2 separate regions of the Capsicum annuum genome follow, and region 1 is linked to region 2. The links are chromatin contacts, called in public Hi-C maps. All regions are on one chromosome and are shown on one strand. The core of a region is the stretch at or near the end of the contact, and the rest is flanking DNA. Distances in the headings are between cores, read along the strand shown.

Evidence for each region. Hi-C and Micro-C count contacts between places; a contact is called where the count stands out from the background.
Region 1: a Hi-C map of pericarp shows a contact between it and region 2, with 2.6 times the contacts expected there. The contact joins the promoter of LOC107855699 here to the enhancer-like site in region 2. A contact is called at or near these places in 3 of 5 Hi-C or Micro-C datasets (leaf and pericarp).

The regions. Positions count from the first base shown.
Region 1 is chr3:30,755,096-30,762,186 of UCD10Xv1.1, forward strand. LOC107855699 (WD repeat-containing protein GTS1) reads left to right here and starts at 2,437. Exons shown (of 8, transcript XM_016700711.2): 1 at 2,437-2,765; 2 at 3,424-3,631; 3 at 3,722-3,817; 4 at 4,672-4,746; 5 at 5,454-5,564; 6 at 6,128-6,219; 7 at 6,386-6,470; 8 at 6,790-7,091. The coding sequence starts at 2,638. LOC107855695 reads left to right here. Exons shown (of 6, transcript XM_016700707.2): 6 at 657-1,115. The coding sequence ends at 754.
Region 2 is chr3:30,703,791-30,711,374 of UCD10Xv1.1, forward strand. No RefSeq gene overlaps it. Among protein-coding and RNA genes, the nearest start is that of LOC107855695, 44 kb to the right of the region's middle. Within about 2 kb of position 3,196, at least 2 of the 5 cell types and tissues checked have an H3K27ac peak or open chromatin away from gene starts, as enhancers often do. A contact at or near this core is called in leaf and pericarp, where this site is marked.

The sequences.
Region 1 (7,091 bases), core at 1,187-3,686, 51 kb after region 2:
AGCTATCACATCCAAGGGTCGTTTGGTTGGGAAGCAAGTTATCCCGTGATGCTATCCTGGGATTAGTTATCCCACCCTCAAGAAGGGATAAAAATAACACTACAATCCCGGGATAACTAACCCCGTGATGAGTTATGGGATAAGTTCATCTTAAAATTAATCCCAGGATTAGTTATCCCTTGTCTGTCATACCAAACAACCTCTAAGATGTATACAAAGAGTTAACAATTGTATTGTTTTAGTTGATAATATTAAGGTAATGTACTTAATTTTAAATTGTTAATCCGAGGACATTTCAAAGACAGTTATAATGAGAAATCAAGAACTAGAAAGATTCTATAACTTGAGAAGTAGACAACAAGATTTCTCTTTTGGTGAGTTTCAGGCTAAAGTTTGACTCTCAGTGTTGTCTTCTTTCCAAAAGTTGATGGTAGCGAATAAATTTGGAATATATGCTAATCAGGATATTTCCTGAAGGAAGTATTTGTGTACTTCACTTTAGGTTATTAGTATCTAAAGGAGTGTCTAACATGTTTATGTTGTCTAGATGCTGTCTGAGGGTTTAGTAATGTTATGAGAATTCTCCATCTACCTTGGGGTTTATAGTGTTCCTTTTTAACTTGTCATAAAAAGTCTAATATCATTCTCTTATGCAGAGCAAGATGTGACCAAGCCTTCAGCTAAAGCTGCTGAGACGGTAGATGGGAAGCCAAAAATTGAAGAAGTCACCAAGGCAGGAGGTGAGACTGCATAGGGAAGAAGTGGAAGCTCAGCCAGGCTCTTGAGTGCATAAGTAGTAGACGTTGCTGAAGAGATCCACTGGCTTGCATTCTAGAGTGGCATGGTTATAAGTTGTCCCTTTCAGTTCATTAAAGTAAAGAAGCTTATCGCTCATGGGAGTTCTTCGTGAGGGGCATTATTAACATTTTCATCCACCTGAGCTGGATAACATACCTCAACTCTTCTAATTTGTGGGCTTCTGTACTATTGTTTTAGTTTGACTGATAATGATGTTTGAATGACTTGGATCAAATATCTGTATCTTCCTGGCCTGCCATATCTGTTTTAGATGCTTCTGCTTAAACTAGCTCAACATGAATGATCTCCGTCTCCAATTTGTTTCAGTTTCCTTATCCTTAAAATCCCCAAGTATTTTACTAGTGGAAGTAATTGAGAGGGGAACGAGCCGACTGTTTAGTTTCGAATTGGTTCGTACTTTATATATCAGGTTGAGGGGTTGGCTTTCATGTTTAGTTTTGAATTGGTTTATACTTTATATATCAGGTTAGAGGGGTTGACATATGAAAGCGTCCTTGTGGTTTCGTTGATAAAGTTCAACTTAAATCTTGTACAAGTAGATTAGAAGTAATATCAGGCACAAAGCAGCCAGTACTTCATGGATTTCCCTCTTACGTAAGTCTTTTTTAAGTTTTTTTTGGTTGTGAATTTTTTCGAAGCATAATTCCAACTTCTCACTTAATTGAGGAGAAAACTTGCAAATGTTAGCATAATCCAGCTATGATAAAAACGCTGATGGTGAGGAAGCTATCAACCCGGTTGGTCCCGGTCCTCTAATTAGTTATGCAAAAACAATTACTAACAATAAACTGGTTAAAATCAAAGCTTACAGTGTAGTTATGTATTCTATTTTTTGTGTCATTATTCTTTTTAATACCTGTTCATTGTAGTCATGTGTGTAATAAGATTCAATGAGAACCCTCCCAAGTGACTTAGCTTCCACAAATGTATGCGATGCGCCCATACGTACCCCCGTAAGCCATGACGACGATTCAAATTAAAATAGAACGTGCACTTACAACTAAAGGGAAATGAATGTCGACTCCAGAGAGAGAATTTCTGGAGATAACAGAAGCCTCAACAATGAAAGAACTTTGCACCACATAAATCCACATATCAAAGTAATAACTACTGACCCTTAGTATCAAGTTCACAATGCTTCCTTTGATGTCTCCCGTTCATTGTTCCTCATTTCATCATTTTACTATACTGTTTCTTCTGTTCGTTCTTCGTTCCCTTCATCATAAAATTATTAAAATAATTTAACTTCAAATTTCATATATTACCTTTAATTATAATCTTTGATAGCTAGACATAAGATACCCCCTCCATCTCATATACTTTTATATTTTCGTGCAGAGAATTTTCTCTAAATAGTTGACATGTTTAAGGAATTAAAAAATAATTGAATATTTTTTCCGAACTTCACCCTTAGTAATTTAATAAAAATAATTAACTCAATTAGATAATGATAATATTTAATGTGAATTTAATATAATCATATTAGTCAATTTATAACTTTCATAAATTTCTCCTTTTAAAAACTGTGTAAAAGACAAACATATGAAGTAATTTGAGAATGGAAGAGTAGAACACGCCGAGCATAAATACCCTCTTTAACTTCTATTCTAACGGACTGAATAACATGTCCAAAACCACAAATTTCACAAATATAATTTCTTTGTTTTTTTAAACTGAATGAAACTAAGGATGTTGTATTCAGACAGAGTCCAACCTTAAACACTAATAAACAAATACTCTAAAAAATAAAAGTTCAACCCTAAACCCATGTTCACTATTTTTCCTCCTTAACACACAAATTGTTAGCAGAGGAAGAAAATGGGTGAGGCAGAGGAGATGGAGATAGAACAACAATCATTACCCGACAACACTACTAAGCGTTTTGGTATCAGAAACTCCATTCAGACAAACTTCAACGATGATTACGTTTTCCAAATCGTTCCCAAGTATCTCTTCCCCCCACCCCTCCCTTATGTTCCTTTTTTTTTTTTTTTTTTTTTTTGAATTTTTTTATTATTACCGTTGGGACTTAACTGGCAAAGTTGTTAGTCATGTGATCGTGATCGGGCGCCATGGGTTTAAACCTTGTAATTAGTCTCTTGCAGAAATGTGTAGGATAAGTTTTGTGTATAATACACACTTAGGGGTTCGTTTGGTTGGAAACAAGTTATTCCGGAATCACCCTCAAGATGGGATAAAAATAATGCTACAATCCCGGGATAACTAATTCCTGTGGAGTTGTCTCATGCATTTTATCCCAACCAAACATTTGATAAGCTCGTCCTAAAATTAATCTCGGGATTAGTTATCCTTTATCCCTTGTACCGAACAAGCCCTTATGGTTCAGTCCTTTCCCGAATCGCACATAACTGGAGCTTTAGTGCATCGAACTACACTTACATGGGGTGTGAGGGAAGGGGAAATGTTGGAGAACATTACTAGGTTAGAGTTGAATAACTCACCAACGAGGTGAAAGTTCGAGTAGCCAATTAACTGAACTACTATGATTTTCCGTGTCTTCCCTTTTTTCCTTCTACCTTCTCCATTGATTCCTATTTATTAATATTTTGTCCTGAAGTTCTCACTGAGCATATGTGTTTATAGGAATGACTGGACATCAATGGCGGTATCACTCTCAACCAATGCAATTAAGTTGTACTCTTTAGCTACAGGACAGTACATTGGTGAATGTAATGGTCATTCTTCGACCATTAATCAAATTTCCTTCTCGGATCCTTCATCGCCACACGTCCTGCATTCTTGTTCTTCCGATGGAACTCTCCGAGCTTGGGATACTAGGTCCTTTCAACAGGTTCCAATTTTTAACTTTTATGCGTATTTGTGTGCTTCCTTTCGGGATTGTGTTGTATTTTTGTTTTTATTTCAAATAGATGCAATGCAGGTTTTCTCCTTAAGTGGTGGCCCTTCTCAAAAGATATTTAGTTTCTCCTCTGGTGGAGCTAATCACAATCTGCTTGCTGCCGGGTGTAATTCTCAGGTACTACGCCTTGTGGCTGCAAATTAGAAATGGTAGATTAGTTGAATCTTAATTTGTACATGTAGGGAACCACAACGCTTACTTAGCCGGGCATAAGCTCTCCCCTTGCGTAGCGAAGCACTACAAACAGTAATGCAAGCAAACTTAGACTCATTTGATAGAATGTAGTAGAGAACATAATACATGTATTATTTTTGGTATTATTTTCATTTTTTTAAAAAAATAGTTATGGTATTTTTAAATCCTTTTTTGGTAGGATTTTCAGCCTATGTATAACTAATACACCTTATTCAATATTATAGGGTGTATAACTAATACACAACAAACTATGGTATTAGTAATACAAGGGTTATTAATACATGGATAAGCATGGTTAAAGATCGGACTGCCTTTAATACACCAAACCAACTAGTGGATAAGAAATAATCTCCGTGTAACTAACCCCAACATTACTCTCAGTACTATTCTTATAGACTCTACTGAACGACCCCTTAGTGTCTCTCTCTCTGTATATTTAAGAATGAATGTTTTAACTTATATATATGATGCAAGACACGGGAAGTGATTGGCACCTGCTGGCTGGTGCCCAAATACTATATCCGACCCTGGAAATTAGTTAGCTTGGTCTGTCATAAACTATTTACTGCTTTCTTCAGCAGTGAATCAAGAATTCAAATTGCTTGAAACTACAAAAAGAATTCTACTTTGCCAGATATAATTCCTAAGAATCGTTTTGTTATATGAGAGATGTGATTGACTTATTCTTTGGAGTGAGGCACATGAAATTACTTAGCTCTATTAAGTTGTATGAGATATGTGGCAAATGACATTGTATTGTGGTTATCTTTGTACAGATACTCTTTTGGGATTGTAGGACCAAGCATCAGGTTGCGTGCTTGGAGGAATCTCATACGGAAGATGTTACTCAGGTGTGTTGCTCTACTAGTTATTGACTCATTTCCCATGCATTAGATAGTAAACCATTGAGTTTATTGTGTTAATTCAATGCTTTATAAGTTAATACTCGTTTTTCATCAGTGCTAGAAAAATTCACACCCATGTTAGTACAACATTGCAAATTGTTTTTCTAAGAGCAGAATAATCTGAAATTTCTTTTGTAGTAGCATGACTGTAGAGAAATTTCAGTGTGGTCAAGTCCTCTGAATTATAGTTTAATACCTGTGGTGCTCTGAGTATTTTCTTATTTCTATTAGTACGTTTGTATTTTAACGATGATAGAAAAGAAAGGTGAAATATAAGCATACTCGATATTATCTTACTGTAAATTATTTGCTTCTTTTGAAGTTAGAGTGCATGAGATATAATTGTACTCTTAACTGCTGCCATCTCTCTCGAAGTAGTTGGAAGTTGTGCTGAACCTGTTATGACCGTCGGTCACTGATTACTGCTCCACCACCATTCGCAGATATGTTTGTGGAGTTCATTGCATGTTTACTTAACTATCTGAGAAAGAGGAGGAAAAAAATAATGACTGGCCTAGTTTGGATGCAGCGTATTTTATGCTTCTAATGATTACTAAATGCAAAAACTGTTGGTTTCTTATCTTCTCCTTTTCTCATTCAGAAGTACTGCAAATTGTCTTGAAGCCTTTTTTGTTTCTTGTGTTCATTTTTAGGTGCACTTTATTCCAGGCTATGATGATAGACTCATTTCCGCATCGGTTGATGGATTGATGTGTTTATTTGATACTGGTGGAGACATCAATGATGATGATCAACTGGTATCAGTACGTCAAATATCACAACATTTGCATTTCATTTTTTCTGTTTACTTCATCTAAATTATAACCACAAGTACATTGAGAAGGTGCAGCCTATTGAGCACTTAAGCTGGAAAAGTGTACAATAACTGTAGCGTGATAGTATGCCTCATGTCTTGCCCCACTGTTATACTTTTACTGAAATCCATGCTGTTATACCTATAATAAGGATATGCCAGACTGCTAGTGAAAACTTTCATGATCTCAGTTAACTTGTACTCAAAAGAAAAAATGGTAGTTGATGTGTATTCTAGTTGTAAATTTTTGCCATTGTTGTTATGAGAACACGATCTCCATCCACGCTCCGTATATGAAACCTTGTCTTCTCATGATGATTTTGATTTTCGTTTTTCTCTATTTCTGAATTGCTAAGTTTTGACATCAGTAGAGTGTACTTTGAAGCAAGAGCCTGGCATATTGCAGTTTTATTGATTAATGAGCAGTGCCTGTGTTTTCATATTTCCATCTTTCGTTAAGTAGATATATGTTCTTTCTGATTCTATGCCACTTATACCAAGATATAATTACAGGTATTCAATGTGGGAACCTCTATTGGAAAAGTGGGATTTCTTGGGGAGAAGAATCAGAAGCTTTGGTGTTTGACACACATCGAAACTTTAAGGTTTTAAAAACATCCATATCATCCTAATATGCTCCATAGCTCCAGCTGATTTGTCTTTTACGCTCAACTTTTTGTCCTTTTAGCACAGTTGGTGTATTGTGCATCTCACCTTAACATGATCTAAGCTATGTTTTGCTTTGCTTTTTTACGTCTTTTTCTGATGTAGTGTCTGGGACTGGAAAGAAGAAAGAACCGAGGCCAGTTTTGAGGATGCTAGATCCTTGGCCTCTAAGAGCTGGATGGCAGACAGTGTATGTGACTTTTATGCCTATTCATTTCTCTATGCAGGGAAACCTATTACTCTGTTCTTGACTTTTACGTCTATTCACGTATGTGTTCAAAAAGATGATAAACTACTCCTAATTTGGAGTTGGCTGTGATCTTTCCATACTTGGCACCTGCAATGTTCTGCACACTGGAATTTTTTCTTGAAAGAAAAAAATTAAAAGATTTATCAGATAACACTAGGAAAATCGGTTGTATTTAAGGTGCTGTGCTATTGAAGACGATGATTGTGAGTTTAGAGATAAGAGTGCGAACTGACCACTCCGGCTAAAAATTTGATGGCAGGTTGACTATTTTGTTGATTGCCACTATTCAGTGGAGGAAGACCGTTTCTGGGTCATTGGTGGGACGAATGGTGGTTCCTTGGGCTACTTCCCTGTAAATTATAAGGAGACGCGAGCCATTGGTCCTCCAGAAGCAGTTCTGTGTGGCGGACATGAAGGCATCATTAGGAGTGTCTTGTCTGGGGTACCAGGTGAGACCATGGATAACCATGGTATCTTTGGCTGGACTGGTGGTGAAGATGGTCGGCTTTGTTGCTGGTTGTCTGATGGTTCTGGTACAAGCCAATCATGGATCTCAACTCC
Region 2 (7,584 bases), core at 1,946-4,445:
TTATAATAAATATCTAGCGTTACTTGAAGAATATAGTGATGCAAATTAGATCACCAGATTGAACGAAGTAAAATCAACGAGTGGATATGTATTTACTGTCGGTGGAGGAGCGATCTCTTGGAAATCATCTAAACAGATATATATTGCTCGCTCCACAATGAAATTTGAAGTTATCACATTGGATAAAGCCAGTGAAGAAGCAGAATGACTCCGAAATTTCTTGAAAGATATTCCTTATTGGCCCAAACTAGTCGCACCAGTATGTATACATTACGATAGCCAAGCGGCTATAAGTAGGGCAGGGAGCATGATGTACAACGGTAAATCTCATCACATGAGACGGAGACATAATACCGTTAGAGAACTTCTCTCTAGTGAAATTATCACTGTTGCTATGTAAAGTTAAAGGATAATGTACCGGATCCACTTACAAAGGCTTGTCTAGAGAAGGAGTTGAGATGACATCCAAGGGAATGGGCTTAAGGCCTAGGATAAGTTAGCATGACGGTAGCTCTACCTAGCATACTGGAGATCCCAGGAGCTAGGTTCAAGGAGATCAAACAAAGTTGTGTCTGACAGGTTCAACATTGTCAAATATCCAAACCATTCTCATGATGTAGACAATGTTTAGTAAACAAGGATAAGACTTATGGTGTGAAGTCTTTTAATGATTAGCTAAATTTTGCAGATTTGACCAAATATTTGAACGTTTAGAAATTACCTATGTGAGGGCGAAGTCGAAGCCGCTTCAAAGAAAATGTTAGTAAAGGCCTATTCTCTAAGCTCTCATGAGACCAGAACGTGTTCATGGTTGAAACAAACAAAACCGTGAGAACCATAAATGGTAAAAGGCTGGTTGTGTGACATGTGTTGTCTAGGTGTACATTAAAGCTCGACGGTTCAAAGATATCAAATCTACCGATTGACCGAGTGCATCCGATGCATGTTTACTACGAAAAATTTAAAGGAAAACTCACTTATCCAAATGCAATCAGTCTTTGCTTGATGATCACATATTTGCCCGTAAAGTTTTACAAAAAATAGTTATTCCCCATTCATGTAGGGGATTGTTTGGTTCAATTGGTGTGAATGGAAAATGGAGGGACACAACCTTTGAGGAAAAGATATATTATTTTGGAAAAGGAGTGACTGTTCAGATAGTTGCGTCTGTTAAGAAAAAGACATCTCCAACTAGCACCAACACATCTTCACCATCACAACAAATAACATCTCCAACTAGCACCAACACATCGTCAATCATCATACATTCATGTTTCAACCAACACAATTAATACCTTAAACTACTAACATCAAGCAGCGTCACATCACAACAACAACCACCACCATCAATCACCACCATCATAACAGTCACTACAATACCAATCATCACAATTATCACCACCAACATTATTAATCACTAACATCAATCTTTGTCACCGCAACGACTATTATAAACCATCTCCACTATCACTAACAAATATAAATATTTTTTCCTCAATCAAATACTAATAACTTTGTTGTATTAAATTACATACTTTTTTAATATATGATTAATATTTTATTTGAATTATATATATATTTTTTATTATGTATACAAACAATTTTTTTTTTTTTTTATATATTTAGATGTTAAAAAATAAACAATCTTAATTATTCAGTTTTCAAATATAAAGACAGTATCTTAATCATTCGAATTCAGATGTCTGAATCATAAAAAACAAATGGAGCCTAAGTGCAAAACTCGTGAATTTTCTCCAATTAATTCGGACTTGATTTGAGCAACAGTGCAATTTAATTAAACCCGAGCAACGTTAGGTGACTTGAGTGGAGTAAAATTATTGGTCATAATTCTGCAAAGCTTTTACAATCTTTACACAGTTCTTTAATTGTTGTCAATTGTTTTGCTCATTATTTCAATTGCTATTTAATGCTTCAATCACTTATTCAGATACTTAACAATTTGGGATTAATTGCATTCCAAAAGTCCTCTTTCAAACGTACGAACTTTAATTGTCTTGTCTTGATAAGTAAAAAAAAATAAGTAAAATAGGACATCAAATATAATTAATAAGCTCATATAATTATTTAAATTTATTAAAATAGGTGAAAACTTAACCTTGTAGAGTAATCAAAATTTCAGATTCTCTTTTTATATAGTAGTAATGTGTGGAAAAATAAAAAAAATAAAATTAGATACACATTTAATTATTTTGTGTCAGAAAGATCAAAGTTGACAAGTTAACAAACTGCCAAATGAGCCACTACTCAAGTCGTCACGGCTTACGTTAATTTTACTAAGTTTTTTTTCGTTTCCCACTCATATATAAATTTTGATTAATTCAAATTTATAGCGCAGAAAATTTTAGATTTCTTATTAACTACGAATAAATTTTATTAATTTTACCACATTCCTAATCGGCAATTACTTTTATTAAATATTCGCACAAACTTTATTAAGCGTTCAGAATTGTAATGTCTTACCCTTTTTCTTCTGATATTTCCTTCATCTGAACAAATGTCGAAAGTAGATCATTTTATTTATTGACAAAAGAATTATATAATTTTATCGAGCTTACTAGAGAACTTGAAATCATGGGCAAATTTATAGCATAAAATATGGGCGCGTGAACTAGTAATTTCTTTGTAAAATTAGATATTTTATGTACATATTTTTTTAAAAAAATTACTTTGTGAGAATATACTTAGCATGTTATTAGTGTTGTATATTCTTTAAAAATTCATTGAATATTTTATATATATATTCTACAATTAATTAAATGTTGAGTTATATACCTAGAAAACCATAGTTAAATTCTAACTTGACGCATTTCTTCCTTTTTTTTTTTTAGTGGTGTCACATTTTTCATTTTCCATTTGCATGCATGGTTGGGAGATACTAGAATATTATTTTAAGATGTAGGAAAGTATTGAGATCGCGTGGGTAAGTAGGACAATATTAATCAATGGTGCCTTTAATTGTTCATACAAGCTGTCAAATTTTAGCATTGAAACAGATTTTTCATCAAAAATTCTCTACATTAATTTTTTAATTTTATCTCATTTTTAGAAAAGCTTTATAAATCAATCACATAAGTCCACATAATTCTTCTAGCAGATAGCCAAAAATAGGTACGATAGCAACTAGTGATTAAATTGTGTAAGAACCCTACGTATATTACAACAAAATTTATTTATTACACGTAGGACAATTTCTTGCTGAATCAAGACCCATATGTCACGTGATAGATTGGACGGGACAACAGTAAGGTTTAATGAATTGTTGGATTTTGACACATATATTAAGAAAAAAATATTAAAGATATAAATTTAATATAACTTTTTATTTTTACTTTAAAAAAAAAAATTGACCTTGTAATACCTTTTTTAAAGTTAATTGGTTGTCAAATCATAAGGACAATTTTTAAAAAAAAATTCAATGATTCACTTATTTTGAAACACCAATAAATACCTCAACAATTCAATTATTTCGAAACGAAGGAAGTATTTATCAACTAGTTAATATATCTACAAGTTTTTAACAGCTTGACAAACACAGTATCAGCCCTACAATACATGATGAGGTGACAAGATATACATGTATGCACTAGCTTCATTTTTATACATCTTGGATGATAACTGATGAAGTCCTATTGAGTATTTACTTTAGGTGTGTTAGGTTTTTAAAGTAATCTGTTTAGGTATTTAATGGACAAAACTAATAAGTAAGTATGAGGTTATTGGGTCTCCTTAGCTTTAAATATATGAGTGTTTAGTCCAGTACATCATTAATCAGTGCAAAGAGTAGTTGACTGAATTCACAAGTTCCATAATCAAATCAACAAACCTATAAATTTCGAGTCATAGATTTTTCAAGGAATGACTCAAGAATAAGGCTAGTAAAATTTTACTTTAGACTTTAAATTTCGAGGCCTCATTGTTTTTTATTTTATGATTTTCTTTTCTTTTCTAACAATATTGAATATAGTAAAAAAAAAAAAATACAAAATCTATTTATAAAATATTAAAAAAAGACTATCATTATTCAATATAAATATTTTAAAACTTTAAACCAACTAGTAAATCTTTATAGTAATAAATGTTATTTTTACAATAATATTCAAGTTAATGCATTAAAAATACATGATTAGCATTTTACCAACTTGAGTCAATCCTTAATAATATTATTATGTGAAATGCCTTACTACACTAAAAACAACAAATATGAAGAATAAAAAAGGTTGCACTAATTTTCTTATATATTATGTATATGAATAACTTTAAGACCTTATATTAAAATTTGGTTTTAGCCAACTATTGAGACGCTCTTGGGCTTTTCTAATGTCCATCTTAGTTAGGCATCTTGGTGAAATTCTTTTTTAGTCTATACTCATTAAGCAACTCAAGATCTATAATCACATTATCTATTCCTAGTTCCTCCCTATATAATAGCTGATTGTGAAGGACCAACAATATAATCAACCACTATTTTGAGCAACAAATTTATATAAAGTTGTACAACATTCTAGAAGTCTATATTTTTTTCATGTAAAATGGTTGTTAATTTTGGATATAAGATCATAGTAGTGCAATTTACTTTTTTTGAGTAATTTTTCATTCTAGTATAACTAAAGGAATGCTTCATTGTTTGATGAATCTTTATTATATATCGTCAAATTATATTGCTATAATTATATAAAATTTAGATCAATTTTTCACGAAAAATTAGAATGTTAACTGAATTAATAATTAAAAAGTATTACAAATTTACATCAATTCGTGTCGTCGTTTGCATTGCAAACATGCATATTCTTGAACTCACACTTTGTAGATAATTATAAATTTCTGATTAACAAATCCATTGGGTAACTAATAATTCCTCAATGCCTATTAGCACTATTTGACCCAAATATTTATAAGACCAATTGTGTTTCCTTCTTTGCCTTTGTATAAAATACTATTCTATCTCTTTTTCACTTTTTGGGAATTTATCTTTTTGAAATGGTCCTAACTAGATTTTGATAAAAGAAATTCATACACACATTCCAATTCACTAAGAAGTTGAAAATTGAAGAATCAAGTTAAAAGAAAACTCAATTGTCAGCCACTAAAGAGTTCAAAACTTAGGTTCGAAAAAATAATTTGTCACTAGCGCTTACTTTGTTTTGAGTAGATGGTATCTCAAAAGAATTGAAACATCAAGAAGAGTTTAAATTAATACTTGGGATTGTTTGAGTAAGGTTTGAACTAGTTTTGAATTGAATTTCAGTCTTAGTTAATTAAAGTTTGAAGTTACAGCAAGCTTGTACCAAATTTATATCAAAGTTGTATAACAAATGTATGTTGAGTTGTATGAAAAATATATTTTAAGTTTGTATGTTAGTTTTAGTTGTGTTAGATTTGTACAAATATGGTATGAAAGTTGTATACATTGTTGTTATAGTTGTATTAAATTTCTAGAAATCAGCATAAGAACTTTATATAAAATTTATACAGTTGTATGCATATTTTCTAACAGATTTTATACATGACATAGTGATCGAGATTCGAAACCCTGATCGAGAACGTTATTTGTTAGATACCTAACATGATCTTTCTATAAAATTTATGGAGTTATATACATATTGTATAGTGGTTTTATACAATTTATATATATATATATATATATGTGAAATTGCGAGCGAAATTTTAAGCATTGAGAAAAATTTAAAGTTTGGTTTCATATATATTTTGAAAAACAACCTCGTGCTATATTTGAATACGAAAATCTCCTATTACATTTGATGAATATGAGTTGTACATATAGGGTTTTCCCTTAAACTCTCAAACCCAAGTATCAATGTCTAAACTAAGGACCTGTTTGACCATAGATTTCCCAATTAACTTGACAAATAATATTAGGCCACATTTTTTTTCAAATGCAACACTTAATTTTATACAGATACATCACATCTTTTGAATACATCACTTAATTTTATACGTATACATCACATTCTTTCGGATACTTCACTTAATTTTATACGGATACACCACATTCTTCTATGTATCCGAGCTTTTAAGTAAAATCATAAATTTATGTGATTACTTAAAAGGATTAAAATTTTAAGTAATTATAATAAGTTAAGTTTTGACATGTGATTATAGTATGATCAATGATGTAATTTTTTTCACAAAATATAGGAAGAAGTGCAAATGACCCATAACGCCACAAAAACAATATTTTGGGCCACACTGTCGAAGTAGAATCAGGCCCATCCTGGCATGTTTCGGGCCTCATCCATTTGTTAGGTCACTAAACAGAAGAAGTAGTTTTGAGACTTTAATAAGAAGGGAAAAAATGCAAATAAACATCTTTAGATTGTTTAACATGAGATATAGCAAATTTTTAAGTTTGTAAGTTATAGGCAAAATCAGTATAAAAAAGGAAAAAATATTTTTATTTTAGTTTTAAAAATAAAATAAAAAATTTGTATAAGGAAAAAGAGATTTCATACCAATAAAAAGGGATGACAGTTATTATTAATATGTCAATTATCCCTTTTATTCTCTCTCAAACAGTTTTCTCTTTCTTTAACTATACCATTTTCTCTTTTTTCATAACAACCATACGTTTTTTTTATTTCAATTCTTCATTATCAAACATAGATTTTTTCTTCTTCATCACGATTTTCTTTTAAATTGTTTCACGCTAATTGTCTTCTTCTTCTAATAATAATAATAATTTCTAATTCATGAATTTTGAATTTGCAATAATATTGATGGTAGAATTACTCTATGAAAACTGATGTCAATGAATATTATATGTTAATGTTTTATTTTTAATTTGTGAACTCAAATTAATCTCAAAATAGCATTTAGCTATTATACTTATTTTAAAATTTTTATAAACATTCCGTTTGTAATAGAGAACCATTTCTTTTCTCATAATAGTATTTAGCTATTATACTTATTTTCAGGATTTTATAAGCATTTTGTTTTTATTAGAAAAACATTTCTTTTCTCAGGCTTCTAACATCTTTGTTTTCAAAATCAAAATGAAGGTTATTTTAAATGATGATAATACATTGTGGATATGTTTAGTATGATGAAACCCTAGAGAGAGAAAAAGTCTCTCTCTCTCTAAAAATTCCAATATGACCCAAATGACGGTACCCTACGCTAACCTCTCCCCTTCGACTCCGCCACCAGATCCACCTGATAAGAACAACAACCTGATGGAAGAGGACCCCCCTCGGCGACAATCCTACAAAGAAGCTATGACGGAGAAATCACAGACAAACTCGGCTTACTACGACTAGGGGTGTACAGACCAAACCGTCAAGTCAAATCGAACCGATGAACCAAACCAAACCGAGAAAAAAAACCAACTTATGGTTTGGTTTGATTGGTTTGGTGTTAGAAAAAAAACACGACCATTCTTGGTTTGGTTTGGTGTTGACAAAAAAAAAGTCAAACCGAACCCGAATCAAACCAATATATATATAATATTCAAACTTTTTCATACATAAAATATTAATTATAATCTACTTTTTAAATAATTTTTCAACTAGTTTTAGTAATTTTTAATAATTTGAAAGTAGACATAGA